Linked DNA regions of Mus musculus: regions 1, 3, 4 and 5 are each linked to region 2. Evidence: chromatin contacts called from public Hi-C and promoter capture Hi-C data. All regions are on one chromosome and are shown on one strand. Each heading gives the region's core, a stretch centred on a gene start, on an enhancer-like site or on the middle of the called end of the contact. The rest is flanking DNA. Distances are from core to core; before and after follow the strand shown.

The links. Promoter capture Hi-C pulls out the DNA fragments that hold promoters and counts their contacts. Hi-C and Micro-C count contacts between places; a contact is called where the count stands out from the background.
Region 1: a promoter capture Hi-C map of pre-B cells shows a contact between it and region 2. The contact joins the promoter of Ddx3x here to the promoter of Maoa in region 2. A contact is called at or near these places in 2 of 39 promoter capture datasets (cranial neural crest and pre-B cells).
Region 3: a promoter capture Hi-C map of pre-B cells shows a contact between it and region 2. The contact joins the promoter of Jade3 here to the promoter of Maoa in region 2. A contact is called at or near these places in 2 of 39 promoter capture datasets (cranial neural crest and pre-B cells).
Region 4: a Hi-C map of CD8 T cells shows a contact between it and region 2, with 6 times the contacts expected there. The contact joins the promoter of Elk1 here to the promoter of Maoa in region 2. A contact is called at or near these places in 1 of 39 promoter capture datasets (pre-B cells) and 1 of 484 Hi-C or Micro-C datasets (CD8 T cells).
Region 5: a contact with region 2 is called in a promoter capture Hi-C map of second pharyngeal arch cranial neural crest. The contact joins the promoter of Rp2 here to the promoter of Maoa in region 2. A contact is called at or near these places in 3 of 39 promoter capture datasets (cranial neural crest, pre-B cells and second pharyngeal arch cranial neural crest).

What each region holds. Positions count from the first base shown.
Region 1 is chrX:13,279,618-13,282,317 of GRCm38.p6, forward strand. Ddx3x (DEAD box helicase 3, X-linked) reads left to right here and starts at 1,405. Exons shown (of 17, transcript NM_010028.3): 1 at 1,405-1,540. The coding sequence starts at 1,496.
Region 2 is chrX:16,618,261-16,620,960 of GRCm38.p6, forward strand. It overlaps Maoa (monoamine oxidase A), which reads left to right and starts at 1,438. Exons shown (of 15, transcript NM_173740.3): 1 at 1,438-1,653. The coding sequence starts at 1,581.
Region 3 is chrX:20,424,294-20,426,993 of GRCm38.p6, forward strand. Jade3 (jade family PHD finger 3) reads left to right here and starts at 1,395. Exons shown (of 13, transcript NM_199317.2): 1 at 1,395-1,537.
Region 4 is chrX:20,949,215-20,951,914 of GRCm38.p6, forward strand. It overlaps Elk1 (ELK1, member of ETS oncogene family), which reads right to left and starts at 1,394. Exons shown (of 6, transcript NM_007922.5): 1 at 1,226-1,394. It overlaps Uxt (ubiquitously expressed prefoldin like chaperone), which reads right to left. Exons shown (of 7, transcript NM_013840.3): 7 at 2,451-2,700.
Region 5 is chrX:20,363,106-20,365,805 of GRCm38.p6, forward strand. Rp2 (retinitis pigmentosa 2 homolog) reads left to right here and starts at 1,376. Exons shown (of 5, transcript NM_133669.5): 1 at 1,376-1,723. The coding sequence starts at 1,631.

The sequences.
Region 1 (2,700 bases), core at 155-2,654, 3.3 Mb before region 2:
TTATTGTTTCCGTATCTCTTTAAAAGTTCAGTTTCAATTTTACAAACTGGAAAAGTAGAAGAGTTTGTACAGTAAACTATGTGATGAGAAGTAATTGTTTGAATTCTGGCAGCAGAAGGCCCCTGGTGGGGGGGTTGGGTTTGGGGTTGAGGTGGGGGGGGTGCTGAGTCCTGTGTTTTATTTGTGAAACTGAGGGTCAGAAAGGAGTATCTTTTAGGTAACTTGTGTGCTGCCATTGCCTAAAAGCTGAGGGCTCAATATATTCTTTTGGTTTTGTTGTTTAAGGGTATGTGTTTTTGAAGCTGAGTCTTGGGGGGTGGTCCGCCTAGAAGCGGGGTCCACCAGAATCGGCCCGTTTGATGACAGACCCCTTTTTCCTCCATATTCTGTCTAGTGGAGAGAGAGGCCTGAGGCAAGTTATCTCGGTCAGGGAGACACAGGTTGTGTCCAGTCACACATTCTCGCCTCCCTGGGGTCCCTTACTGTGCCAACAGCCACAGGCTGGTGCCAGGAATGCCACGCGGAAGGACACAGGGGCCTACAATAAGTGACTCTTTCACAAACGAGAGAGGCTCCGGGTCCCGGGAGGGTCCTGGATTGCCGGCTCTAGATTCGCGTGAGATAGTTTTATTGTTCCTTCAGAGTGGGGCTGTGGGAGTGATGCTATCTATAGGCAACGGCGATCTGAAGCCTACAGCAACCCGCACATCCCCTACAGTCCCTGCTCAGATGGACTCGGGTCACCATGCAGCCTTCCACCTTTCTGCTTCTCATTTCTAGTTCCCTTCCCCCTTTCTCCTCCCCGCCCTCCCGCAGTTTTCCCGTCCCTCCCTCCCATTCCCAGCACTAGTCAAGCGAGTTTCCCTTCTTCACAAGATGGCCACCTTGCTGGACACCCACGGTCACGTGATCCCACTGCCCTCCACGCAGAGCCAGGGCTCATTAGTTAGGCCAGACAAAGCCCACTGCATCATCTCCACGCCCGGGGACGGAGAGGAAGGGACGAGTGCTAGAAAGAAGGACGAAAACTGGGTACACAGGGGAGGAGCAGCCAATCAACCTAGTTTAAAGCTTAGGGCCTTAAGGCTAGAGGACGGTCAGCAATCATTTCTCGCGAGATCTCGAGAAAACAGTAAGATTAGGGGACCGGTGGAGACCAGGGGATAGCAAACCCAGGAGAACCAGAACCACATATACCCAAGGCTTCTTTATGAGCCGACGAGGACGCGGGTAACTGGACTGATTAGGAAATCTCACGGGACTCAGCCGAGCAACGCACCGTAAGCAGGCAGAGCTCCTAACGGCAGTGGCCGGCCGCCCGGGAGAGGAGGGCACACGTCTTACGTGCTGACGTAGCAGTCCTCCGAGTCGGTATATAAGGTCGGTGGCCGCGCGGTGCGCTTCAAAGCCGCAGTTCTCCCGTGAGAGGGCCTTTGCGGTAGAGGCAGCCTTTGCTCAGCAGCGGAAGACTCCGATTTCTCGGTACTCTTCAGGGATGAGTCATGTGGCAGTGGAAAATGCGCTCGGGCTGGACCAGCAGGTGAGCCTGAGCCGCGGGGGTCGCTGCATCACTTTGCCCCCTGCCCTAGCCTGCCTTGTGGCGCAGCTCTTTAAGTTCTGCTTTTTGCCTTCCCGTCTCCCTGGACGGCTCGGGCCGGCGGGTGGCCAGTGGCTAGGGGCTCTGGAGGGACTGGATGCTTGCGGGGGGAGTGCTAGAGCCGGTGATTCCTCCGGCTCGGCTCGGTGCGCGGTATTGTCCCTGGCCCGAGCACAATGGCGGCTTTTGTGTCTGTGCGCAGGCGAGCGGAGGGGGAGGGGGCGCGCGCATTCGGGCGCACGCGCGTCCCCTGGTTGATTAGTGACCCGCAGGTGGGGATCGGGGCGGTCGGGGGGGGGAGATTGCCCCGCGTGGCGTGGCGGGGCCCGGGTGGATGGTTTTGGCCCCGGATTTCCGGGGCTTTGGGCTTCCATGGCCCCAGTGGCTGTGGTTTGGAAATTAGGGAGCTGGCGGCGGCGCGCGGGCTGGCCGAGTGGCCCCGCGGCGCTGGAATGTGGGAGGGGGCGCCGCGGGAGGGGGGCTGGCCTCTGCGCGGGCTAATGGCGGCGGCCTCCTTTGTGTGGCGCAGGCCGGCGGTGCTGCGCGGTCGCCCCCCCACCCCCATCCCCATCCCCCCGGGTCTGCCCGCCAGCGGGTTCGCCTGCAAGCCAGCTGGGTTGCTTCGGCCCCGCCGGCCCGGTGCGTCGCGGCAGGGGAGGCCGCGGTTCCCGAGTGGAAAGTTTTGTGACGCAGAAATTTCAGGGCGGATTGGGCGGGGGGAGGAGGGGGAGGGAGGCCAGGGCCGCTGCGTGCGCACTTGCGCCGGGCTTGGCGGTGACGCGAGCCACCCGGCGCGGCCCTTGCTCAGCCTTAGGCTCCAGGAAACGACCGCGCGGCCCGAGCCGGGCACGCCCGCCCTTTACCTGGGCGCAAGGGAGGACCACGCGCCTTGCGAGTGATGGCCCACTCTGGGATCCTCTAGAGGCAAAATGCCCAGAATATGGCAACAGATAACTTGTTGCTGCCATCGAAGTAAAATTGGGAGATTGGTCAGGCCTGGTTTCTGATTACTTAATCGAGACTCCATTTCTAGATTTAGAGGCCAAGGAGATGAGGGTCTGGTGCCTTCTGCCTGACCTATGACCTGCTACAGTAAATCTTCC
Region 2 (2,700 bases), core at 188-2,687:
CCTGCAGGGCTGCGAGGACAACACCTCCTCGTGACGTCACCAGAGGGCTAAACCAAACTGAGCTGGGTAGAGTCCCCCCATTTCTCCCTTCGGGTTTGTCTCCTTAAAATATAGGCTTTCTTGAGCGCGCCCCAGCTCACATTACTTTTAGATAAAAGAGAATACCGTGAAAGCTTCAGGCTAATAAGACTCATCGTCGCGCGAGCGCTGACGTGGACTCCGCCCACAGACACGCCCCCTCCGCGTCATAGTGGTATCGCCCGGCCTCAACGGGCGGCCTACAAATGAGGCCTGCAGGTGGGAGAGGCGGAGCTGCGCCGCGCTGACGCCGCATCTTCCCGCCTCCCAGTGGGCCGGGCGCGCTTGGGTTAGGCTTCTGAGTGCGGACTGGTAACAAATGGCTGGGCCCTGAAAGCGGAGCGCCCTTGATGGGGGTGGTTTAGGGTAGCCATTCGCGGCTTCCCGCCGCTGTGAGAATTATGTCAGAAAAGAAGGCCTTCCCCCCAGGCAGGGGCGTCACGCGTGGCCGCGGTGGCCGGGGGCGTGAGGTGGATTTGGCCCCCGGAGCCCGGAGTGCCATTTCCCAGACCCACGTGGAGAAGTCCCATGCAGGCAGTAGTAGCTCTGCCAGCTCGTTCGAGTCCTCCCACCCTCTGCGGCGGACCGTCTCCCAACCCCTTCCCTCGACTCGGACGAACGAATCCATTCAGGAGCAGGGGAGTCCTTCGAGTGCCCTCAACATCCCTCAGAGCCTCAGTGATAATTTTGGCCAGAGGAATGCCCAGGGCCTCCGCGTTCACCATCGGGGCGTTCAGGTCCCCACAGTTGCCTCAGACTCCACCCTCCTTAGCTCTTTCTCTCAGCGCATATCCACAGTAGGATCCATCCCAATGCCAGACTCATCCCTATCTGGGCAAAGATTTTCGTTGGCTTCTGTGCAAGTGTCCTCCATGGCTTCTATACTTAGCACTTCTGTTGAGTCAGAACTGGGGTCTATCCCTGCCTCACTGACCAGCACTCCCCAAGGGTCGGCAGTGGAGCCCACTCCATCCCTTCCATCCGTATTGTGTCGCCCCTCCTGGGGATTGGCACCAGAACATCTTATGCACAGAAGCACATCCCTGCCAGACACACCAGACAACTCCCCACTAGAATCGGCAGAAGATTCTCTCAGGCATTCTGTATCAGCCTCTTCTTGGTTATCACCATCAACACTTTCCGCTCCCCGTGACGAATCCCTGTTGCCTATGTCACTCGATAGTCCTATATCCATATCTCCTCCACTGTATGATCAAGGGCCCGCTCCTTTCCATGCCTCTCAAGTGCCTATGCTAGGGCCATCCCTGCCCTGCGTATGGGGCTCTCCCTGGGTATCTCAGCAAGGATCAGCTCCGCCCCTGAGCGCTCCCCTAGCTTTTGCACAAGAGCGCGCTCCGCCTTCAGGGCCGGGCTCTTCCCGGGTATGGATAGATACATCAGCTCCGCCCTCGGACTTCAGTCAAGGGGCGGTACAAGGGTCTGTTCCACCCTGGGCGGTCCCCCCTTTTAAACCCAAGTCTCGGGAGAATTTTACCCAAACCATGACGGATCTGGAGAAGCCCAGTATCACAGGCCACATGTTCGACGTAGTCGTGATTGGAGGCGGCATCTCAGGTTAGTTTGGATCTTTAATAGTAGCATAAGGGGCCCTAGATGACCAGGGGTAGGGAACTTGCAGTGTCCCTGTTGTGTTTGGGAGGGTCTTTCTCCTCCGTGTGAGTGTTAACTATAACAGGGCCCCAGATCCTGCCAGATGGGAGCAGGGGCTTGTCCCTTTGCATACACTGGTGGAGGGAGGCAAAATAATTTGACTCCTAACTACTTAATACTAATGATTAATTAGCTCTTGTTTTGCAATTACATTTAGCAGATTACATGAGTTTCCCCTGTCTTCAACAGTGTGGTGGGTTGGCAACACATTTGCTATTTTACAAAACCAAGCAACTGTGGCTTAAGAGTTTCAGTAACTGTCCTGGTGTCTGAATACCTCCCTGGGAAGCCACAGACCTGTTTTCTCCCATTTAAGACCTTCACTTCCAATTCTATAGGTGGTTGCTTAGCCTCCCTGACTTCACATCCTCTCCTCTGAATAGCACAACAGCCAGTCTATGTATGTACTACTGAAGTAGTAGTAGGATTAGTTCAGTTCAGTTCTTCTCTGAAGCACCATTGCTTAGAAAGTGAGTAGGTAAAAAAAAAAAAAAAAATACGGAGACAGCATCTTTTAGAAAAAAGTAATTTTTTTTTTAAAGAGCTGGAAGTTTCAACGTATTCCTGCTGGGTTTTTTTCAGAACTTGTATAAAAGTGTAGTGAATTGTTCAAAGGGAATCTCTTGTATGCTTTTGCTGAGAGCTGCACTGTCTAAATCTTGTCCTGTGGTATTGGCTTAAATGGCTCATCAAGTAAGGGGAAGATGAAATTTTTTTCTCTATTTTCCTGGAGACCTCATAAATATATGTATATTAAATTGCCACCTATATTGTCATTGTAAAAATTTAGGAGTTATTCTTTGTCTCTAGGTAGAAGTCCAAGCCCTTTCTCTCAAGTGTTAATAATTTCAGAGATGTGTGCAAGATATAATTTAGAGGGAGAAAGACAGTAGGAAGGAGTAAATAGGGTGCCCCCACAGTATCTATTTTAATATATGTTCCCTTTGAGTA
Region 3 (2,700 bases), core at 145-2,644, 3.8 Mb after region 2:
ACTCATAGACTTACATAAAATAAAGTAGAATCATATCTACAATATGAAAAACAGACAAAATACAAGAGCTCACATTTCTGTTTAAACCTAGAAATATAAGTGAAAATAACTATATTAATTCATCATAATTGTGAATGATGCATTTTCAATTCTAGCAAGGTAAATTAAAAAAAGTTGTTTTCAAGCATCTGTATTTCAAAGGTCCAGGAACCAGTAGTAAATTATGTACACTTGTTTTATATATTACTACTATACATCATGTCTCCCTTATTTATTTGACGCTATTGTCTTCCATAATTGTGACAATGGCTAAGCAAAACAAAAAGTTGCAGGGCAGATGACCAGGGAGCTGGAACGCAGGGGCATAGAATAGACCAAAGCAGGCATTCATGGTGAACTTTTTCTTGTTTGTTTGTGTTTCTCTGTATAACCCTGGCTGTAGTGGAACTCGCTCTGTACACCAGTTTTACATTCTCTATCCAACCCTCTCTGTCTGTCTCAGCCCTAGTTTAAAGTTTTTTTTCCAAATAATTCTGATAGGCCTACCTAAACTATCCAAGACGGCGACCCCTACTTTTAAGTCAACCGATCTTTAATTATAGTACCAAAATATCTCCCCAGGAACACCTGGACGAGGGTTTGAATAACTGGGAGCTGTAGGCTAAGTCGACATCAGAAAAAAAGAAAAAGAAATCAAGAAGTCCCACCCCATCATAAAGCATTTTTGCTCACAACTGGATTAATGTGTTGTCAATTGCCTCCTGGCTTTTATTATTTATCCATGCTTCAAGTCTAAACGTCAGAAATAATGGTCGTCTTAGAGTTTAGGGACGAATTGCACTCGTAGAACTTTACAATCGAGTCAGGAGGGTGGGAAAGCTCAGGCTGGACTTTGCCGGAGCAGGAGCCAGTGCACCTCGCTGGCCCAAGCGCCTAGCAGGGCTGGGACGCCTCAGGGCAGCAGCGCGCGCAGCAGGAGGGGAGGAGAACCCACCTGAAGCGCCGCGCCGCGCGTGCGGGAGCTTGAGGTGGGTGGAGCCTCGAAGCCGGTGGCGCTCGTGACGGCGCCCAGCCCGCCAGAAGATCGCGCGGCGAGCAGACGGCGGGGAGTCAGCCGGGTAGGGCGAGCGCAGCCGGCGGGGGTGGGGGGAGGTGGGGGGGGGTGGGGCGGGGAGTTGCAGTGATGAGGAAGGAAAGGGAAGAGGCGGAGCGTGGGAGCGCACAGTGTCAGGAATACAATAGTGCTCCGCGCCGCCTCGGCTGCCGCCGCCGCCCAGCAGCCTGTCCAGAGCTGAGGCCTGAAGGGCCAGGCGGCCAGGGCCGGGGGCGGGAGCAGAGCGCTAGGGGGCGGCCCCCTCGGCTCCTCGGAAGGCCCGGCCAGGAGGGCGGGGTGAGATTAGGGGGCAGGTGCGAGGGAGGGAAGAGAAGAAAGCAGGCGGCTAGGGGGCGGTTACCACCCTAGCCAGACTCGCCCGGCACGTTGAGGGGGCCCTCAGTGTGCGGCGAGGAAGGAGCGGAGCGAGACGCTGCGCCGGAGGTAGGCGCTCTCGAGGGTGGCCTCGGCACCAGCGAGGTTGTGGGCGTAGTGCGGGTTTAGTGGCGGGAGTGGCGGCCTCGAGGAGTGGGACGCGAGCGGCGTGGAGCTTGGGGTCCCGGCCTTGCCACCCTCGGGGTCGCTCCAGCTCCACGTAGCGGTTGCCCCGGGGTCCCCCCGAGAGCCCCGGAACACAGAGCGTGTGTGGGCTGAGGTAAAGTGCCCAGTCGCCCCGCTGCTGGTGGCGCGCTGTGCCCGGTGGCCCGGGCGGGGGGTTGGGGGGGGGCGCGCGGACACGGACACACGAGCTGGGCTACAGCCTCCCGGACACCTCCGGAGGCGTTGAGCGCCATAACTGTGGCGGCCGTTCCCTTCGGAGTCCCCTCCGGGTGCCCCTTTCCGTGCTTGTCCTGTGCTATCAGGGACTCTTGGGGCCAGACCTCGGGGCTAGAGGGCATGCTCTTTCTGCTGCCTGTGGCTGCCGGGTCCGAGCAGCGAGAGGGCGCACCCTGGCTGTTTGAGCCTTGCGGAGCGGGAAGATACTGAGGGTCCGGAGAGGGCAAGACGGGCAGTGTGGGGAGCAACCAGGCACTCTGAGAGCTGAAATGCCAACCTAGTGGGAGTGCGGGTGCCCTTCCGTCCTCGAACTTTCCTTTCTCCAGTCATTGTTAGGACGCAGTGAGTGTTCGAAGCCCGCAATCGCCCTGAGGTCTAGGGGTGGGAAAATCGCCAGGGATATGCCAATTAAGGGGAGATTTTTCTGCCACCGGGCATAGTTGTTAACTTTTCTCCAGCTCCTCTGAGGGAGCCACATCGATTTTATTTTATTTTATTTTTTTAATCCTCCCAGCCTTTTCCTCCTGCTTTTCGGAGCAGAGTTTTGGTGGAATTGGGCTTTAAATTACACAGGGCAAACAGCGTTCATTATTTGTAAGGAAGAAAGTGGGGTGGGAAGAAAGTGTGGGGGGGGGGGACTCTTTAGTGAGTGTCCTTAATGGTGGCATGTGAAGATACACTTAAGAGTTTATCTCTTTGCAGCCCTAGGACATACGTACCTTGTAGGGCTTTCACAAGAAACTTGTTTGACCACTCCACTGGCGTTGAGTCACAAGGAAAGATGTGCACAAGGGTCGACCAACCCCGCCTTGTGAGATGCACTTAACTGT
Region 4 (2,700 bases), core at 144-2,643, 4.3 Mb after region 2:
GGCACACGCCTTTAATCCCAGCGCTTGGGTGGCAGAGGCAGGCGGATTTCTGAGTTCGAGGCCAGCTTGGTCTACAGAGTGAGTTCCAGGACAGCCAGGGCTATACAGAGAAACCCTGTCTTGAAAAAAAAACAAAAAACAAAAACAAAACAAAAAACAAACAAACAAAAAGAGAGTTTATGAGGAACATGGCATATATTAAAAGTCCCTGGGTTTTACAAGTACACAGGACTTCCTAGGAGATGGGGGCAGAGAAGACTGACCCAATACATAGGAGGAGGAGGAGGGAAATAAAGTACAAAGCCTATCTATCCCCTTTGGGGAGGGATTGCAAGCTCTGAGGATTTGAGAGACTGTAAACACTGGGGTGGCAGAAGGCTTCTGAACAGACTCATTCATTACAAAAGTGAGATGTGGTTTAAGCTGATACCTATACAACCGCAGAGAAGAAAAGCCATCACATAATAATTAATTAAAGTGAAGGATAGGACAAGGCCATAGACTGGGCTGTTGAAAATGAAAATAAAAATTGCAAAGCACCAAACTGACCCACTGTTAAAAGGAAGCAGCTCAAAGACTGGAGTCTACAAATAAGGGAGAAAAGTTAGGGCGGTGATAACTAGAGGAATATGAATGCAAGCATGCAAACTAATTCACAGTAAGATGGGGGCAATGGGAGGAGGTGGATAAAGTCATGGGCTTATGCACTGGGGACTCAAGGGGGGCAATAATGTAAACTTAGGTGGACTCACTGTTGAACAAACAATGGGGTGTCTTAAGTGGGAACAGTGCCACAGATTGATTCACTACAATAAACATGAGGGGTTCAGTAAACAAAGCCACAGAAGGTTCCCCTTAAATTTGAGGCTAGGGGAAATGGAAACACTTTAGACACAGCTACGACTAAAGGGGGACTGGACAATGCAACAGACTGGTTTCCAATAAGTGGGGGTTGGGGAGGGCAAGACCACGGACGAGTCCATTAAGTTGGGGTGGGGAAAATCATAAGCTCACAGACAGATCCATTATACAGACAGCAGGATGTTAGCCCACGTTCAGATCTACTATAAAGGGCAAAAGGAGCAGGCAATGCACACACAGGGGCAATCAGTTGATGGTAGTGGAGCCAAATACCAGCAGGCTGGGCCAAACCACATCCCTTGCGCGGGGGTGAGGATACGTGGGGTCATGGACAGGGTCCTCCACCTTGTGGGCCTGGGCTCACCTGCGAGTGGCGCGGCGGTGGCAGTGGCAGCTCCGGGGGGCGGGGGCTCCATACGAGGCCCCACCGCCCCCCAGGCCCCGGTTCCAAGGCGGCGGCGGTGGTGGCGGCGACAGCAGAAGCAGCAACCAGAAGCCGCCCCTGCGTTTCCCCACCGCTCACGTGGGCTCTCATGGGAGGAGCCAAGCGTCCTCCTGCTTGCTGATTGGACAAAATGCCAAGGATCCTAAGCACAGGGGCCTGGGTGGTGGAGGAATACTAACAGAGCTGTAACACAATTGGCTTAAAAGGGATTGATGGACTGCGGGTGGCCAACTGAATCTATAGAGGTGTTGGGCGGCGCTAGTGCCTCACGCCGATTGGGTCAAGGAGGACTGCCAAGTGCCAAGGTTTGAGGAGGGATGGGGAGGTCGCCCAGTTCACACCGATTGGCTTAAGTGAGATTGATGGCAGACAGACAGTCCCAGAGGATGGAGGGGTGGTGATGGGCTGTTTTCAGCTGATTGGAGGATTCTCCCAGACAGTGGCCAAAACACCAAAGTAGGTGGTGCTGTACACCATACCGTTCAGCAGAAACAGGACTTATTTAGAAAGGGCCATAGCAGCAGGGTAGGACTCAACTCTGTGGAGGGGGGTAGGGTAACGCTATGGGTAATTAGCTAGGCAAAAACTAACTTTGAATTCAGCAAAAGGTGGAGGCCGGAATGGCTGCCGGATATACAGAGGAAATGTATATGAGAGGTGGAAATTAACTGTCTACAAGGGCAGAGTCTAGCCACAGTCAGTTGTAAGGGTGGATTTAGGTTCTTAGTGATCTATGACTGGACTTAAACCTAGGGACTGTAGGGGCTGTAGCAGGGAGGGCAGGATCTCTGCATACTGTTGAAAGTAGAACTATTAGAACTACGATTTAGGGACCAAGTCAAGGGTTGGGCAGTAGTGTTATTTAGGGTACCTGGATGACCACTGGACTGTGAGAGACAATAAACCTTAAGATCTGAAGTAAAAAGCTGACGGCCATGGAAACAAATTACTTTGAACTGGAACTGTAAAAATTTGTTTCAAGTGTCTCATGTAGCCCAGGATTACCTTAAACTTAAATCCTTCTGCCTCTATCTCTTGAAGTCACAGGTGTGCCACACACCTAGCTTATGTACACAGTACTGGGGACTGAATTTTAAGTTTCATGTGTGACAGGCAAGCATGCTACCAATTGAATCTCATCTTCAGCCCATTCAGTCCATTCTTTATGGTAAGACAAAGGGCACAGATACAAATATCTAGGAAAAGGAATTGTGAGGAGCAGGGCCAAGGTTCTAAAGGCGACAAAAGAGAGTAAAGCATAAAGTCAGGAGAAAAACACAAGTTCTAGGCAAGACCTCTAGAACGTTTTAGAGGTTCTACAGAAAGGATGGGTCTTCCAGTAATTTTGGTCTCTAGGGCACTTAGTAAATTAGTGAGAATTAGGGAAAAAAGGA
Region 5 (2,700 bases), core at 126-2,625, 3.7 Mb after region 2:
ATCCCTGGATTTCAGCTTCTTATTCTGCACTCTGCAGTGATCAAACTTTTGCTATTCTATGAATATAAATTAGCAGCAGGGCTCTAATACAAAACTATCCTCACATAGAACTTTGATCTGACTGAAGAAAAAGGCAGTAATGCACAGCTTTTATTGTCCAAGACCTGGAGCTTAACTTTCAGGTCATTTATAATTCTTAAGCACTGTACCCTTCTTCCTGGTTGTACAAAAAGGGCAGGAAGTGAAAGGAGGAACAATCTTAATGCCCAAATTGAGTCAGAGGCTCTTTTAGAATCTACATTAAATGTGATAGGTATGGTCAAGTAAAAAGATAAACAAATTTGAAAGTGCTAGTCTGCATTTGATGTCTTATCATGATGTTTTAATACTGTATCTCAGAGAAATCAACTTATTATGAAAGCAATACATGGGCATTGTACTCAAAGTCCACCCAAATACAACAAATGTTAATGATTGTGTATATTTTTATGTTTTCACGCGAACTTTGTACCATTTGCTTTGAACAGATCAGGTTGTTTATATGATAGGGTTTATATCCTCTATTAGACTTTGCACTGCTTGAGTTCCTAAAGCTCCTTTGTGGTGAGTCAACATGCCTCTCTTACCCTCTATAGTTGGACTACTGTCTTTTGGAAGAGATTGGAAAAAGGTTATATGTGCTTCTGTCATTGGATGCATAAGCTGAGAGATTCAAAGGTACATGCCTTTTTGTAATATCCTTTTGCTCCCAGATTCACTGTTCTAGTAAGGAGACAATACTAGGTTTTTATCCTAAATACTTGTCCAATTTTGGAGAGATAAGTGGAAGCTTTTAGACATCCCTCAAAGGATTGGAGAGATGGCTCAGTGTTTAAGATCATTTGCTCCTCTTGCAGAGGATCCAGGTTCGCTCCCTAGCACTTGCTTGATGGCTTACAACTATTAGTAACCAGGAGATTTGAGCCCTCTCCTGACCTCTACAGACACCAGACATGAACAGTTCGACCAGAAGCTTGTGGGTTCCCTAGAAAGGTACTGAAAGGGAGGAGTGAAGGACACAAATTTGTTTTACAAAATCAGCAAGATTTTTTTCCCTAGCAATTTTTGTCATAAAACAAGTCCACTACTCTGTATGGCATCCCCTCCAGAGCTTAAATTTTGGAAACTTTCGAAATTTGAGCACCGGGTCAGGAAAAGGTACTCAGCCCAATCAAACAGCAGCCAGCTAGCCCAGCCTAGTTCACTAGAGGGGAGAAGCTGGGGGTGGAGTAGGACCGACCTGGGGACGGGGCCCTCGGTGAGAGCACCTGAGCTGGCCAGCCCCCCGCTGACGTAGGATTGGTGAATGAATACTTTGGCCTGAGCTCATAGGAGCAGAGCAGCTTGCGAGGCATTGATTGGCTCAGAGGCTGCTGCCCGCTTATTGGTTGCCATAGGTCGTCACGGAGACCTAGGGGGTTGGGCGGAGAAGGGTGTTGGGCCTGGCGGGAGTGCTGAGGGTTCCTGGCGGCGGGGCTGCTCCCCTGGGCGGTGTCCGGGGAGCTGTTGGCCGAGTCACCCTGGCTTCCCGCCACCCTCTGAAAGGTGTCTGAGCGAGTGGGGTCCACTACCAAGACCCTTAGGCCGCACCATGGGCTGCTGCTTCACTAAGAGGAGGAAGAGTGAAAAGGCTGAGGGAGAGGAGGAGCAGCCCAAGCTGTACAGCTGGGACCAGCGGGAGAAGGTGATGTTTTGGGGATCCCTTGCTTTGGGCCCTCCTCGGCTGCCCTTTGCAGCAGATGAAAGCGGGCAGTTTGGCGGGTGGCCCACAACTGGCTTTCACTGGCGCGCACAGGCAGCTGAAGTCGCACGACTTTGGGGGCGGGATGTGAAGGGCCCAAAGGAGGCATAGAGTTAGTGGTCAGCCTAACTAGACTCCCAGGGCCTCTCTGTAGGCTCTGCACCCCGACTCCGGATTCTAGAAAGGACTCCAGGGAGGGAAAGAGCCAGGAAGGTGCTGAATCTCCAATCAGCTCATTTCACCAGCGTTGGCCAAAGGGGTTTGGTCCAGTGGTCGAATTACACACGCAAGACTGGTTCTCATCTTTTCTGCGGTTTGTATTCCCAAGCTGTTACTCTTTTGTCTGCTCTCCTCTGAAAATCGCTTTTGGTGCCTCTTGGTGTTACTCAGTTATTAAATGGACTGTTTCATGTCTACCTTTATTCTCGTCTTCCATTTATCAGAAAAGAATAATGAAAATTGAGGCAGTCTTGGAGTGTATTGTGTAAGGTGAAAGTACCCAACACAAACCAGGAAGTAGTTTATTATTGCAGCTTTATATGAACGAAAATGCCATATATATATATATGTACACACACACATACACACACACATATATACATATGTGTGTGTGTATATATATATATATATATATATATATATATATATATATATATATATATATATATATATATATATATATATATATATATATATCTCAAAAGGTTTGAAAAAGTCTCCTAATCTTGCACAAAACACACTTACTTAGGCATACATTTCACAATGGTTCCTCTTTCTACAAAGTTCTTCTTTTCTTCTTAGTGTAGTTGCTTTGTAAAACACTTAATAGACATCAATTATTATAGTTTCTCAAACAAAATAAGAACGCTTGTTCTTTTAAATGGGTGTCATGAACAGTTAACTATTGCTTAATGCAACAA